2 separate regions of the Capsicum annuum genome follow, and region 2 is linked to region 1. Evidence: chromatin contacts called from public Hi-C data. All regions are on one chromosome and are shown on one strand. Each heading gives the region's core, a stretch centred on a gene start, on an enhancer-like site or on the middle of the called end of the contact. The rest is flanking DNA. Distances are from core to core; before and after follow the strand shown.

The links. A called contact is a pair of places that touch in the nucleus more often than the background predicts.
Region 2: a Hi-C map of leaf shows a contact between it and region 1, with 2.0 times the contacts expected there. The contact joins the enhancer-like site here to the promoter of LOC107861073 in region 1. A contact is called at or near these places in 2 of 5 Hi-C or Micro-C datasets (leaf and placenta).

Annotation. Positions count from the first base shown.
Region 1 is chr2:105,287,546-105,294,894 of UCD10Xv1.1, forward strand. LOC107861073 (RING-H2 finger protein ATL73) reads left to right here and starts at 4,614. Exons shown (of 1, transcript XM_016706463.2): 1 at 4,614-5,863. The coding sequence starts at 4,893. The coding sequence ends at 5,423. LOC107858891 (polygalacturonase QRT3) reads left to right here. Exons shown (of 3, transcript XM_016703696.2): 2 at 1-198; 3 at 2,512-3,621. The coding sequence ends at 3,588.
Region 2 is chr2:105,328,370-105,335,718 of UCD10Xv1.1, forward strand. It overlaps LOC107858892 (choline-phosphate cytidylyltransferase 1), which reads right to left. Exons shown (of 8, transcript XM_016703697.2): 3 at 5,780-5,875; 4 at 5,506-5,548; 5 at 5,068-5,223; 6 at 4,786-4,866; 7 at 3,403-3,501; 8 at 2,826-3,224. The coding sequence ends at 3,072. Among protein-coding and RNA genes, the nearest start is that of LOC107858892, 10 kb to the right of the region's middle. Within about 2 kb of position 2,927, at least 2 of the 5 cell types and tissues checked have an H3K27ac peak or open chromatin away from gene starts, as enhancers often do. A contact at or near this core is called in leaf, where this site is marked.

The DNA of each region.
Region 1 (7,349 bases), core at 3,364-5,863:
TATGGAGCAGATCCAACAGGGACAAGTGATAGCAGTGAAGCCATAAAGGAAGCTATTGATGATGCCTTGAAATTGCAAAATGGATTTGTGTTGCTGCCTGGTATTAGTGATCTTGGTGGTCTCATTATTGATTTTCAAGGTGGAAATTTCAGAATCAACACTCCTATTGTATTTCCACCTGGTATTGGCAACATTGTGGTATGTCACACTTCTTCCCTCACTCCTTTTTCTTAAAACAACTCTTAAAATGTGCACTATGACCTGTTTAACCTAAGTGTTAATAAAATCTAATTAAAATGATTTCACCTTGAAGGTAATTTCCTATCACGGATCGGAGTTCCATTTTAAATAATCATGAAGAAGATAATATAATGAAATTGAAAAGAAGAAGAAAACTTCACAACTATTATAAGTATTAATTTTGATGAAAATCAAGAGATAAACTATTTTTACTCATAGTACATACTATATATTCACTAAAATCATTTTTCACAACATCAAATTTATTATATTCAAAAACATAATAAATTTTGGAAGGACAAGTACATTATTTGAGCAATCACACACACATTATAGGTATTTTGTAAACTCATGTGATGTGCTATCCATTTTGGAAGTACCAAGTACATTATTATTGCTAGTTTTCTGTCGTAGAGGAGCAAATACCATTCTTTCATTTTCTGATTTTGAAATGAGAAATATAACAGACTAACTACATAGTGGTGGCAAGCGATTACAATTTAGATTTGATTGGGCAGCGTTCTTCAAACTGAAAATTACTCATGGGGTTGTTGTCGGTGAACGATGCAATTAAGTTGTCTATAGACATGTGTCCTGCTTTATTGGAAAATGTATCTCATGTCTTGCTTTTATCTATTGCTATGACAAGTGCCTAGCTATGTGGCAACCTAGGGAGTTAAGAAAAACGAAAAGATAAATGAAAAAACAGCTTATAATAATTGTTCAATCTCAAAAATCAGCTTATAATAACTGCTCAAGTTCATATACAAATATCATTTTTAACTCATTCTATCGATGTGAGATTTAGCATCTGATCCCAATCTCACATTCAGGATTGAACATGTGATGTATAGACAAATTTTTTAATATATATAGGGGGCTTAATAACGATAATCATAAATTGAGATGGGTCTAACTCTCATAATATTTGAAAAAATGTATTTTGAGACTAACTCAATCACAAAAATTAATTTATAATGTGAGATTTGTCCAAATTCATTTAAGGAGTATCATTTCGTCCCATCCAAAATAAATACTAATTTTGTAGAATGTGACATACCTTTTAAGAAAGTTAGTCAATGAAATTAATCAAAAAGATAATTTGTTAATATTAACAAATTTGAAAGGACAAGATCATATAAATTAAAGAAGATCACTACGGTTGTTACATTAATTCAACTACTCCTTTTGATCTTTTCCCATTACTTTTGATCCTTTTAGTTAATATATATATGGTTAGAAAAAGTTCCAGTCGAATATTTTTCAGATAACGCGATACTTATTAATGAAGTATTCGTATAAGATAAAATATGCTAAAAAGAGAAGCAGAAAGAGGCATGCATGTCAAAAGAAGCTTTAATTTCTAAAGTTAAGATACTAATAACAAAAGGAGTAAGGACTCCCTTAAAGTTTTGAGAAATAGTATTTGTTGTATGTAAAGATAATCTTTCTTTTATTAAAAGAGGCAAAGGGAATAGGGATAAATAATAAAGGAGATTTTTCTCTTTTGTTAGATCAATGCGTCTTTTCCTTTTTCTACTCTTTTTTTCTCCTTTTGATCTGTTTTTTTCCTTTTCTTTTTCCTGTCTAATTATTCTGTATTTAGAATTCATAATTAACCACTTTTCAGCTCCTATAGACGAGGTAAGATTTCAGGAACAATGACTATTTTTTTTTGAAGATGTAATGTGTAAGTTTTGAACTATCACTGACTATTTATCAAAATATGACTGAATTATTAATTGTTCACTTTTCCGACTTGACTCATAACCTGGTAGTTCAAGTATGATGCTCTAAACAAACTGGGATACTTTTGATGCGTTTTGCACTCTAACCCCTTTTGAAAACACAAGGCTAAAGGTTCAACTAACCATTTGTTGTTTATTTTCTTTCTTGCAAATGTTGTTCCGGTAAAGGACTACATCAATTGCCAAACCCATTGGGTTAGTACTCCTGACCGATACTATGCTCAAGCCCAATATGATTGTCCATATCTATTAGGATCCATTGTTTTCCTAACCTGTTTTCTGTTGCATTCATATGATCGAAGTAGTTATTTTACCCCTTTCTTGGCGCATATATCTATCTACTATGCCTACTTTTTTTGTGCTTCTTCATACAAAAAAAGGGTCACGTTGTGATGATTTTTTTTTTTCCTATGTTTAAGGTTCCATCTATACGATGGAGGAGTTAGGCCTGACACCGACCTGTATATTCACCCAAAAATATATGTCACATTGTGATGATTGGTGAATTGCCTTAATATTTCAGGTAAAAGGGGGAACACTGAGAGCATCAGACACATTTCCAGGCGATAGGCACCTAATTGAACTATGGTCACAAGATTCCCCCAAGCTTCATAAGGACTACATTTCCCACCATAGTGACATTTTTGATCGACGGGATCAAAATGTCGCGATTCGCTATGAGGGCATTACGTTTCGTGACATCCTCTTTGACTCAGGCTATCGAGGAGGAGGTCTATATGTCGTTGACTCGGCTAGAATTCGCGTAACCAGTTGCTTTTTCGTTCACTTTAGTACGGAAGGTGTCCTCGTTCAAAGAGGCCACGAGACATTTATATCGAACACGTTCATGGGACAACATCCAACCGTTGGTGGTGATAGAGGTGAGAGGGATTTCTCAGGCATAGCCATTGATCTTGCTAGCAATGACAATGCCATTACTGATGTTACAATTTTCTCATCAGCAATTGGGATTGTACTTAGGGGTGAGGCAAATATTGTCACAGGGGTGCATTGTTACAACAAGGCAACATATTTTGGTGGGGTTGGGATTTTAGTTAAAGCATCCCAAAACAGGATAGATAACTGTTACCTTGACTATAACTCTATAGTCATTGAAGACCCTTTCTTAGTTCACATCTCAAATGGGTATTTTCTTGGAGAGGGTAACGTTGTTTTGAAAGCGATTTACGGTCGAATTTTCGGACTAAACGTTGTTAACAACATGTTTAGTGGAAACCCTTCAAAAATGACTCCAATTTTGACTTTGGATGGACAGTTCAATGACATTGATCAAGTTGTTATTGACCAAAATAATGTGAATGGCATGAGCGTGAAGTCTACTGCTGGAAAATTGAGTGTTGCTGGAAATGGAACGAAGTGGGTGGCTGATTTTTCATCAATTCTTGTATTTCCTAATAAGATAAATCATGTACAATATTCATTTTATTGTAGAGGAGGGGTGGTTGGATTTCCAGCACATGCTGTAACAAATGTATCAAGTAATGTTGTGGTTATTGAGAGTGAAAAAACAGTTGATGGAGTGGTGTCAGTTTTTGTCGACCAACATAATATTGTGGGTGAAAAGAATTTTCTCATGTGAAAAACAAGCAATGGGAAATATTGTTTATTGTCGTTTAAATATTTCTTACCTCTATTTTTTTAAAACTCATTTGGAAGTCAAAAAGCCCCACATTAGTGGTAAGATGACCCCATATATTATCAAGGTTCTAACTTGAGACGACCAAAAATGAAAATACTTGTTGTCTTAATTATGGTTTCTTTACTTAGTGATGTATCTCTTTTAGTAGAATATTAAATTGTAAATAGAATTAAGATTTGTCATGTACGAAATAAAATAAGGCTAACTGAAATAATGTTCATAATGTTTAGGAAGTTTAAAGACATCCAAACACTAGTAGTTGATATAATGGGAAATTGGGAATTGCTCTTTCCGTTTTGTTAAAATTAAAAGCAAAAGGAGTTACTGATCACACATCTTTTCCCACTCTTCTTTTTTATTCACGTTCACTCCCCACCCAAAGGTTTTAAAAACAAAAACAGTTTATATAGAAATCAAGTTAATTTTCTTCTAAGGATTGAATATTCTTAAGAATATTTAAAAGACTAAGCCAGTAATTGAGTCACATAATGTGGTTTGAGCTTAATTTGATCCCACATTCCAAAAGTTTCATATTAAAGCATTTATTAGTTTTGACCCTTCAGGTTTCCTAAATGTCATATTTCTAACTAGGTCAGCATTTGTGAATGTTGACGCTGCCGTTATTTGATTATTTGTTTTGAAAAAACATCCTTAATATGCTTTGTCCATTAGTATCGTTTTCGATATTTCTTTTTCTTACTTTTTTTTGGTTTTATATTATTTCTTGCCATGGCCAATCATTATCAAAATGATCATTTACTTGCACCAATGAAATTTGTACCACCAAAACGTACTATCTTCATCATTAAATTAACCAAGAATATCTAGAATTTTAATATTTTATATTGTTGATATACTTGGCTATCCTTTACCAACCAATATCATCAAATCAAAAATATTATCATCTCTTGGATGAGAACAAATCATGTTCTTAATTCTTTTCTTATAGAGTACCTTCTTTCTGGGAAGGAAGGGAGGGGGGTGGGGTCCCAAACACTTTTTCTTTCATTTTGATGATAGCATAAACTAAAAAGGCTAGAAACTATAATGGATAACCAACTAGCCATATCCTCCTAATATACATCCATTAATATCATTGAATTAAGTCTCACATTTCACTCCCTCATATATATCTTCTTCATGTCTCCTAAGTGACAACCCTAGTTGAAGCTCTACCATCGATCAATCAGGAAGGAGAGGCTGTTAATTCTAATTCCAGAATCATTTTCTTAATTAATTTCTCTATGGATAAACCCCTCATGATGACTCCAACACAAAGCCCCATCATGAGCCTAGATGCCAAAACCCCTTTTCTTGATCATCAACCCCAGAACATTAATGAAAGTGCACTAAACATCAACATGGCAGTGATCATTGCAGCCCTAATATGTGCTTTGCTTTGTGCTCTTGGCCTAAACTCCATGTTACAATGTGTGTTTCAATGCACTCAAAGGACTATCTCTGAGCCAGTTGAATGGGTAGCTTCAAAGAGAGTGAACACTGGGCTTAAGAAGAAAGATATGATTGCTTTGCCAACATCTACTTATAATAATAATGCAAATTCTTCTTCATCTGGTTCATGCACATCATCATCATCATGTGCTATTTGCTTGTTGGATTTCATGGATGGAGAGAGAATTAGGGTTCTCCCTCAATGTAGCCACTCATTCCATGTTGCTTGTGTTGATAAATGGCTACTCTCACATTCTTCTTGCCCTACTTGTAGGCTTCATCTCAAGTCTAGCAATTGTTTAGAAATTTTAACAGCTCTTTAAGAATGTCTTATGATGACTACGAGAGTTTTTCTTTAGAAATAACATTTTCATCTAAGAGATGGGGGTGTTGATGTTTGGTTTTACTTATATGATTGTGTGCTAGACATTATGTCATTGTAACAAAACGTTGTTACAATTAGTTCTTGGTAAACTCTAGCTACCATATATAGTAGGAGAGAGCACTTCAAAGGTGCTCATCATGCTACGTAGACGAGGCAAAGAGTTGATGATGTTGATTTTCGATTCAAATGGTAGTTTCAATTTCGAGGCCTATTTGATCTTAAAGTTTGAATAAAAGGAAAGGGTCACTTGAGGAGGATCAAACATTACTCTTTTAGAATACAACATATATATAGTATAATCTATCATTATTCGCATAATTCTTTAGCCAAAATTGTAACTTTCATTACAATCGTTAAGAGTAATTATTATAGACGAAACAAGTAGTAACAAAGTACCACTAATACTGAAAGAAAGACAACCACATAATTATCTTTTTTTTAAAAAAAATCACAGTGCTCTCTCTTTTTCAACTTGTGGACAATCTCCAATTAAAGTGTTTCAAATAAATGAACTTTGAAGTATTATTTTGTTACTAATAAATGAACTTTGAAGTATATATTATTTGTTACTTTATTAGATCAATCAATTGTCTTATGTGCCTATTTCATTAATTAATCCAAAAAACCCTAGGTGTACCAAGAAAATACAAAATAATTATTAAAAAGACGTCTTTCCACCATCAACATAGCTTTTGAAAGTGTTTCTTGCATTTTAGTCAAGCAACCTCATATATACAAAGAAGTAACAATCATAAACAAAAGGTAGTGTTGATTGGAATTATCCTCCTAGATATTCTTTCTTATCGTATCTATCACAAAAGATTTTGGGAACTGATATTCCAATCAGTTCATTTCACGCCCTTTGTTCGTCCCATTTTAATTGTCGTTTTAGTTTCACGACCCATTAGAAAATTAACAAATCCGAGGTATATTTTGCTAAGTTTTTCTTATATAATAAATTAAAAATTACACAACTTATGTTTCCAATATTACAAAAAATCCAACTCCCTAAACATATTACAAAAGTCCCAACATATACACAGAATGTTATATATATGTTAGTTATGTTATGTATATTAATAGGGAGAGAGAGTAAAATCTATATATCTATATATCTATATAATATATAATATAATATATTAAAAGTGTGAAGGGCCTTAGAAATGTTGTTTGAACTTTTTACCCTTCATTAAAAGAATTCGCTTTAGACAAAATCGTCTTTTCACCATTCCCTAATTATTTTGGTAATATAAAATATTGACTATATTATAAAAAAAAAATAGTTTTCCTCATAAAAATAGAATTATTTTTTCATCAGCTAAAAAAAACTGACCATTCCTAACAAAAAAAGGACAACCCAAAAATCCTAAATAAAATATCCAAAAACCAACCAAAATAAAAAAGAAAGAAAAAACTTCTCCCAACGTGGAACCAAAAAGAAATTTAAAAAGAAAAATTTCACTTTCTCCTATCAAAAGTTCATAACTACCAAATATCTAATTTTGGCAAAAGGAAGGAATTGTTGCTTTTTAAGAAATTATAATGAACTAATATAAATATTTTCCTTAATTGAAATAGCACAATTAATGTGTGTACATGTTAATTTGAGCATCTAAATATGTTTTACATCAAAATTGGATTTCCTCCGCACGATCTAAATATGCTTCATAGCTTTTTCCGTTGAGTATTTTGATATTCAGTCTCTGTCGAACCAACACATTCTGTTTCAAGATGCATGAGACTGAGAGACTGAAATCTCATTGGTGTAACATGAGAATATATTGCTGGCCTCAAATTTAAGCTTTTGACATTGATAGGACCTGCAAAAGTTGTACGCAAAATTGCATCAATTTTGATAAGTTAT
Region 2 (7,349 bases), core at 1,677-4,176, 39 kb after region 1:
AATTTGAGCTTTCCGATGAAGGATGATCACCTTATTACGTTTCGTAGTTCAGTGGCCAAAACTCAGATAGACTTTTTGCTCCTTAGAAAGGGTGATAGAGCGCTGTAAAAATTGTAAAGCGTAAAGACTATAAAGTCATACCTAGCAAAAAATTTTCAACTCAGCATAGGTTGTTGGTGATGAACTTGGTAATCAATAAGGGCAAAAAGAAGAGGAGTATGGAGGTTCGGCCCAGGATTAAGTAGAGTAGCTTGACTTTGGCTAGTGCTTTGGAGATGGAGGGAGAAGTTGAGGAGCAGAGGGACTTGGGAGAGTAGAGGAGATGCGGATATTATGTGGGAGACAACTTTCAATTGCATTAGGGAGACCGCTAGAGAGATGTTGGGTGTCTCAAGAGATCGATCTGGCAAGTATCGAGGGGACTGGTGGTGGAACGAAGAGGTTAAGAGAAAGGTGAAGTCTAAGAAGATGGCGTATGCTAAGTTGGTTGAGAGAAAGGATAATGAGGAGAGGCAAACGAATAAGGAGGAATATAAGGTAGCTAGGAGAGAGGCTAAGCTTGCGATTACAGTAGTTCAGACGATAATTTTTGAGAGCTTGTAAGCGGTTTTAGATGAGAAAGGCGGGGATAAGAAGTTGTATAGGCTTGCCAAGGCCAGAGAGTGGAGGGCTTGTGACCTTAACCAAGTGAAGTACATCAAGGGCGAAGATGGTACTGTGTTGGTTGAGGATGCCCTCATTAGGAAGAGGTGGCAGTCCTATTTTCGTAAACTTTTGAATAACGAGAGGGACAAAGGTCTCTTATTGGGTGACGGGAAAATCTGAGGAGTGTCGCGACTATGGTTATTGTAGGCAAATCGAGGTGGAGGAGGTCAAGGGGGCTATTTGCAGGATGCATCGGGGTAGGGCGACAGGACCAGATGAGATTTCAGTGGATTTTTGGAAGAGTACTGGCGCGGGGAAGGTTTAGAGTGGTTGATAGGGTTGTTTAACATCATTTATAAGGCGGCAAAGATGCCTGAAGCTTGGCAGTAGAGTACGATGATTCTATTGTACAAGAACAAGGGAAACATTCACAGTTGCAACAACTATAGATGCATTAAATTGTTGAGTCATACTATGAAGGTTTGGGAAAGGGTGGCAGAGTTGAGGCTGAAAAAGAGCGTGACTATCTTTAAGAATCAGTTCGGTTTCATGTCAGGTCGTTCAACTACTGAGGCCATTCACCCTGTGAAGAGATTAGTAGAGAAGTTTCGGGAGAGGAAGAAAGACTTGCACATGGTGTTTATTGATCTTGAGAAGGCTTGTGACAAAGTTCCCAGGGAGATTTTGTGGAGGTGTTTAGAGGCTAGAGGGGTACCCGTGGCGTACACTAGGTTGATTCAGGACATGTATGATGGCGCGAAGACTCGGGTGAGGATGGTAAGTGGAGATTCGGAGCACTTTTTGGTTTTGATAGAGTTGCATAAGGGATCGAATCTTAGCCCTTTTTTATTTGCCTTGATGATGAATGTTTTGACGCGACATATTCAAGGGGAGGTGTCTTGGTGTATGTTATTTATTGATAATGTAGTGCTGATTGACGAGACTCGAGGAGGAGTAAATGATATGTTAGAGACTGGAGATAGACTCTTAAGTCTATAGGATTTCGGTTAAGCAGGGCCAAGACGAATTACTTGGAGTGTAAGTTTAGTGATGTGTCGCCGGAGACTGGTGTGGTTATGAAGCTGGACTCTCAGGCTATTCAGAAGAAGGAGAGTTTCAAGTATCTGGGGTCTATGATTCAGGGCAATTGTGAGATTGAAGAGGATGCCACACATTGTATTGGGGCTGGGTGGTTGAAATGGAGGCTCGCTTCGGGAGTTTTATGTGATAAGAAGGTACCCCCGAAGCTTAAAGGGAAGTTCTACAGAGTGGTAGTTCGACCGGCTATATTGTATGGAGCGGAGTGTTGGCCAGTTAAGAACTCCCACATCCAAAAGTTGATGGTGGCAGAGATGAGGATGTTGTGATAGATGCGTGGTCATACCAGAAAAGATAAGGTAAGGAATGAGATTATTCGGGAGAAGGTGGGAGTGGCCTCGGTGGAGGACAAGATGTGAGAAGTAAGGTTACGTTGGTTTGGGCATGTGATGAGGAGGGGCTCGGATGCGCCAGTGCGGAGGTGTAAAACACTGGCTATGGATGGTTTTAGGCGGGGTAGAGGTAGGCCAAAGAAATACTGGAGGGAGATGATTAGGCATGATATGGAGTAGTTACAGCTTATGGAGGATATGACCCTTAATAGGAAGGTGTGGAGAACGCGAATTAGGGTAGAGGGTTAGGGGGTGAGAGTACGTCGGTAACAATAGGGGAGTGCTCTTTATTTGTGTCTGAAATTTCTTGTTCGTGGTGCCGAGTGATGTCTATGATTTCAGATAAATAGTTTTTAGATTATCTTGTGATTGTAGTATAATTTGACAAATTGTACTAATTTATATGCATTTATGATTTGTGTTTGTTATAATACTATCGGTCCTAAGCCGGAGGGGTCTATCGGAAACAACCTCTGTACTTCACCTGAGGTAGTTGTATGATCTGTGTACACTTTACCCTCCCCAGACCCCACTATGTGGGAATATACTAGGCATGTTGTTGACAGGCAGACCAGAAAAATCATAACTACATTTACAAGGTAGCCAGAGAAGCCAAGAACTACCAAACTGAATAGCTTATTAGCTGCAGCTAGGTAGTTTCCTTTTTTATTTTGATAAGAAACTCCAGAAGAAGAGGTGAGGATTCCTAGCTATGCAATTGTCAAAAGAAGAAAAGGAGAAAATAAAGTAGTATTTTCAAAAACATATGATTATTCATCTCGTATTAGACAAATCACTCTGCTTGACAGTGTTATGGTACAAGACTATGCTTGATCACGGTTTACAACACAACTAAACGGCCACTACATTCTACCAAAGAAAACACGCATATTGCACGCGCATCCAACCGTTATACATCTTCATCCAAATTTGATCCATAAACTACATTTTACACGGTGAGAGTTTCACCACATAACATGAAAAAAGTGAGGAACACTATTCTTCATCTTCACCATCGTAGTATTCTTCATCATCGTCACTGCTGCCGTAATAGTAATCATATTCATCATCATCCTCGTGGTCATATAGAAGCCCTTTTATACTCTTGGTCCTCATCTGCTCTTGAATTCGGTCTCTTATGACGGTCCCCTGTTGAAAGCCCAATATGTATGATCAGATGTGCAAATTAAAACCACTCTCACTGTGTGCGTGCGAGGTGCTAAATTTTTTGTGCCTAGAAACTGTGGAGGATTAAACACACCACCAGATAGAGACAAGAAGAGGATGGGGGTTAGGAGGGACGGGGAAGGTGGGAGAGAGATCGAACCATTTTGTGGCAGCCCTCTTCAAACATCTCAAGGAAACCAGCAACCAATCTATCAGCATTCTCCACCCAAATATTTCGATGCTTTGCTACTGTTTGAATCTGCAACAAGTATCTTATGTTCATTTCATCAACATAGCAAAAAGCTCTCATAACTACATACTGCTCAATTTTATATTGTCAACCGAGCCGCATCATACAGGGGAAGCAAACTGCAAAAGCTCGTGAACACTTCATTACAGGTTGAGTAAATTACTATATACTAACTAAAAAGCTCCAGGCCTCTCAACAAATGAAACCATACCAATGTGGAAACCAACAAAGTCAAAACTTGAATTTACACAAGAGTGTTGCACTGGAGAAAAAGAATCATTCAAACACTGTTGCACGAAATTCCGTCAGCTTAAAATATAAAGGATCTAAGAATACGAGAACCTACAAGAAAATGACAGTTGCACAGAGATGATAAAAGACTAGAACACCTAACACTGATGTATAATGTTGATATTCCATTATAAGATGTGCCACCAAGCCGTTTACACTTCATAATATTCACTAGAACAACATCATACCCGGTATAGTCCAACAAGTGGGGTATGCAGAAGGCAATTCCGTTGTATTCTCCAATTTAACGTTACCTTATATACCATCCTATTGTTTCCCGTGCTACCCTTACATTGCTCCAAGTGCCATTTGCACAATGTTTTCTATGTGTTCTAAATGTTTACTCTGCGAGGGATAAAATGGAACATATTTATCCATTGCAAAATTACCAGTACTCGGATGCAGCTATTACTGAGTATGAAAGGGCTCAGATGGATAATGCCTCGGAAAACTGCTAAGTTGTTTCCATGCAGGAATGATCCAGGCAATTTGGTAAGGCAGAAGAGATGGTGGAAAATTATTCCTACATGCATCTGGTGGACAATATGAAGGAAGAGGAATGAACGCTATTTTGAAGATGTAGCCAACTCCACAGAAGATTAAAATGAATTGTGTATTTTTTGTTTCATTTTTGGTGCAAGGAGGGCCTAGCAGAAGATGTAGATTCTGTAGTTAAAACATTATTGGATCATTGTAACTAGTTAACAAATCGGTTATGTTTGTTGGGGTTCCGGTGACAATGATTCTCTTAGCACAGTCTTCATGCTGAGGGATACTCTTTTGATTATATATCAAATATGTAACCTTGTTCAAGAAAAAAATGCTGTTTGAACAAATGATAAAAGGACAGAGATCATCGTCTTAATATCCTTTCCTCTTTTGCCTTTTCCAGATAATTGCCAAACTACATTCACAAACCACATTCTATGGAGATTGGAGACTCTTCTGACAACTTGTATTCGAAATAACGAAATGAAAATCAGTTAATAAAGAAGAATATACCTTCTCTTCCACTTTCTCTTGTTGTTTCTTTACTCTCTCGTGCAACTTCTTCAAACCCCTATTCACTCTCAGCCTTTTTTCCTAAAAGAGGCAATAATGAAGTTAATATATGGCAAAGCAGATAACGAAACGAAATGTAAATCTAATGCTATCACAGAAAGTCTACATCATCATCTAATTAAACACTTTCTTTATTTCAATACATTCGCGAAAAAATAGCACTTTTTTCGTGAGAGAGGTAAGGTATGTTACATCACCAAATTAAAGCACCAAGGAGTATACCTTCACATAGCTGAGACCAAGATCTGTTCTTGAATATCCTCGGTCCAAATTTCGCATCACATATTCATTGTAGTCTTTCACAATCCTCATTATTAAATCTGAAGTAGATATGCCATCAGTCCGCTTGGTCTCCAAAAACTTACCTATGGACTTAACCTAAAAACACAGGTTTTCAAAATATTAACATTACACAAGACTTAGATTGCATCAAAAAGCGCATATCAAACTAGATATCTTATATTGATTAATAAAGGATCTACAACAAGCAAATAAAGAATGAATTTCATGCAGCATGTTGAAAAGACGAACAAGTTGCAACCATCTTCGTATGTGCACACACAAAAACGCTCTACAGACAAACGAAATTGTTTAAAAGAAACATTAAAATAATAAGGTAGAAAGTCGTGTATGATGAACTGAAGTTCATTTTAGACTTACATACTCGTAAACATCATTTCCAGCTCCACTTGCATCCGCATAACTGACATGCAGAGACAAGAAGATGAAAAATTAAAACAAAAAATATTTATGAACCAAAATGAAACACAAAACAAACAAATAAAATAAAGCAAATCCTACAACAGGGGGAGACCTTAAAGTAAAATATTGAATATAATGAGGAATATGGAAAGCTCATCTAGATATATTTCCAAGGAAACAAGGACCTTAAGCAAATTAACAGAAGTAAATTTTTATGGGCCATTAGCCTTACGGAAGAGCATCATGTGCAACATAGTCAATCTGATGTTTCTCAATGAACTCCGGGGTAACAACCCAAGGTGCATCTGGAATAACTTCATCAACCCATCTGCATCAATGCATACCCATTTAACTTGATTGAAAATGCACCATAACAAAATTGAAGATAAAGGCTGATATTAACCATTAGAAGCTACAGTATTAGAATTTAGAACCATCTAATCTATGTTCTTTTTTAGAAAAAGATAACAGTCTTGTACTGATAATAAAATCAGCACCAGGTTAGTGCTGATAACAGTATGTGCAATTCAAAAAGAGAGAGAGAAGAGAAACCTAATGTAACAGTAACTTGCAAACTACCTATTAAATTTATCAGGTTTCATAAATCATCGAAAAATTCCCGTTTACACCAAAAATAAAACAAAAAGGCAATTCATCTTGATCTTCTAAACGGAACTGCTCGTCTTCAAAATATTTGAGTTCCTAACTGTCTTATCACCCTTTCTTCAACCAATTCATCTCACATTGAGTAGAAGCTCCAGTATAGTTCCAGGCATAACCCAATTAACCCCATCATACGTAAAAGCATGTGCCACAAATTTGTATTTTTTTCGTCACGAAGCAAGAGAATCTCTTACTGGCGTCAAGAAGATGCAGAGATTGCAGAAGTAGTAAATACAGAAGGTTATCAGCCATAGCTACAACAAACACTAAGCTAATGCTGAAGGCTGGTGAAGCCCAAAAATTAACAGGACAATTTACAGGGGAGAGATTCTTCCAACTATACAACCATAGAAGGCTTTTAACTTAGGGAGTTGAAATCTCATCAAAACAACTGCAATTCTTTTCTGTCCAGAAACACCAAAAGATACAGACTGGAATCATCTGCCAGAGACCTAATGTACTTATCATCATTCCATTGGACCAGCATTCATAGGCCTCTTTTATTCTTTGTAGCATAAACCATTTGAGACCAAAAATAGAGAAACACATGCCACAAATATCTGTGAAAATTGGACAGTGCAGCAAAAGATGTGTATTGGATTTTTAATTGTGAGGGCATATGAAATATGTATTGACTGTCTGAATTTTTCGTTTGTAGAGATTATCGTGTGTGAGGCATGCTTCATGTAAGGTTATCCAGCTGAAACATAATATCTTGAGGGGAGTGCTATATTTCAGAGCCATCAGTCAGTCAATTATCTAATTGGAGGAGAGAATAGGTGTGTGTAGCCTTCCTTTACTGAAGGGTGGTTGCTTCGGGGCTGTCGGTAATATATGGCTTGACAGAATGTACATCCAATTTTAGACATCCATAAGGTGTGGCAGTTCCCAACCTTGAATATCCCTCCTAGTTGTATTTTTCCAGCAATTATTTTGCCAATTAGATTTTTCTTGAGCTATCGGTTTACAAGCTTGGAAGTCATTTTTTAGGGTAGAACCCCTTACCTTTTGTCTTCCCAGAATTTAATGTTCGTACACTTTCTAACTTAAAGGAAGAACTTGGGGAACACACTGTATAGGAGCGGTGTGGATGAAATGGAGGACTGGTGTCTTGTGTGATACAAATCTGCCAACAAAAC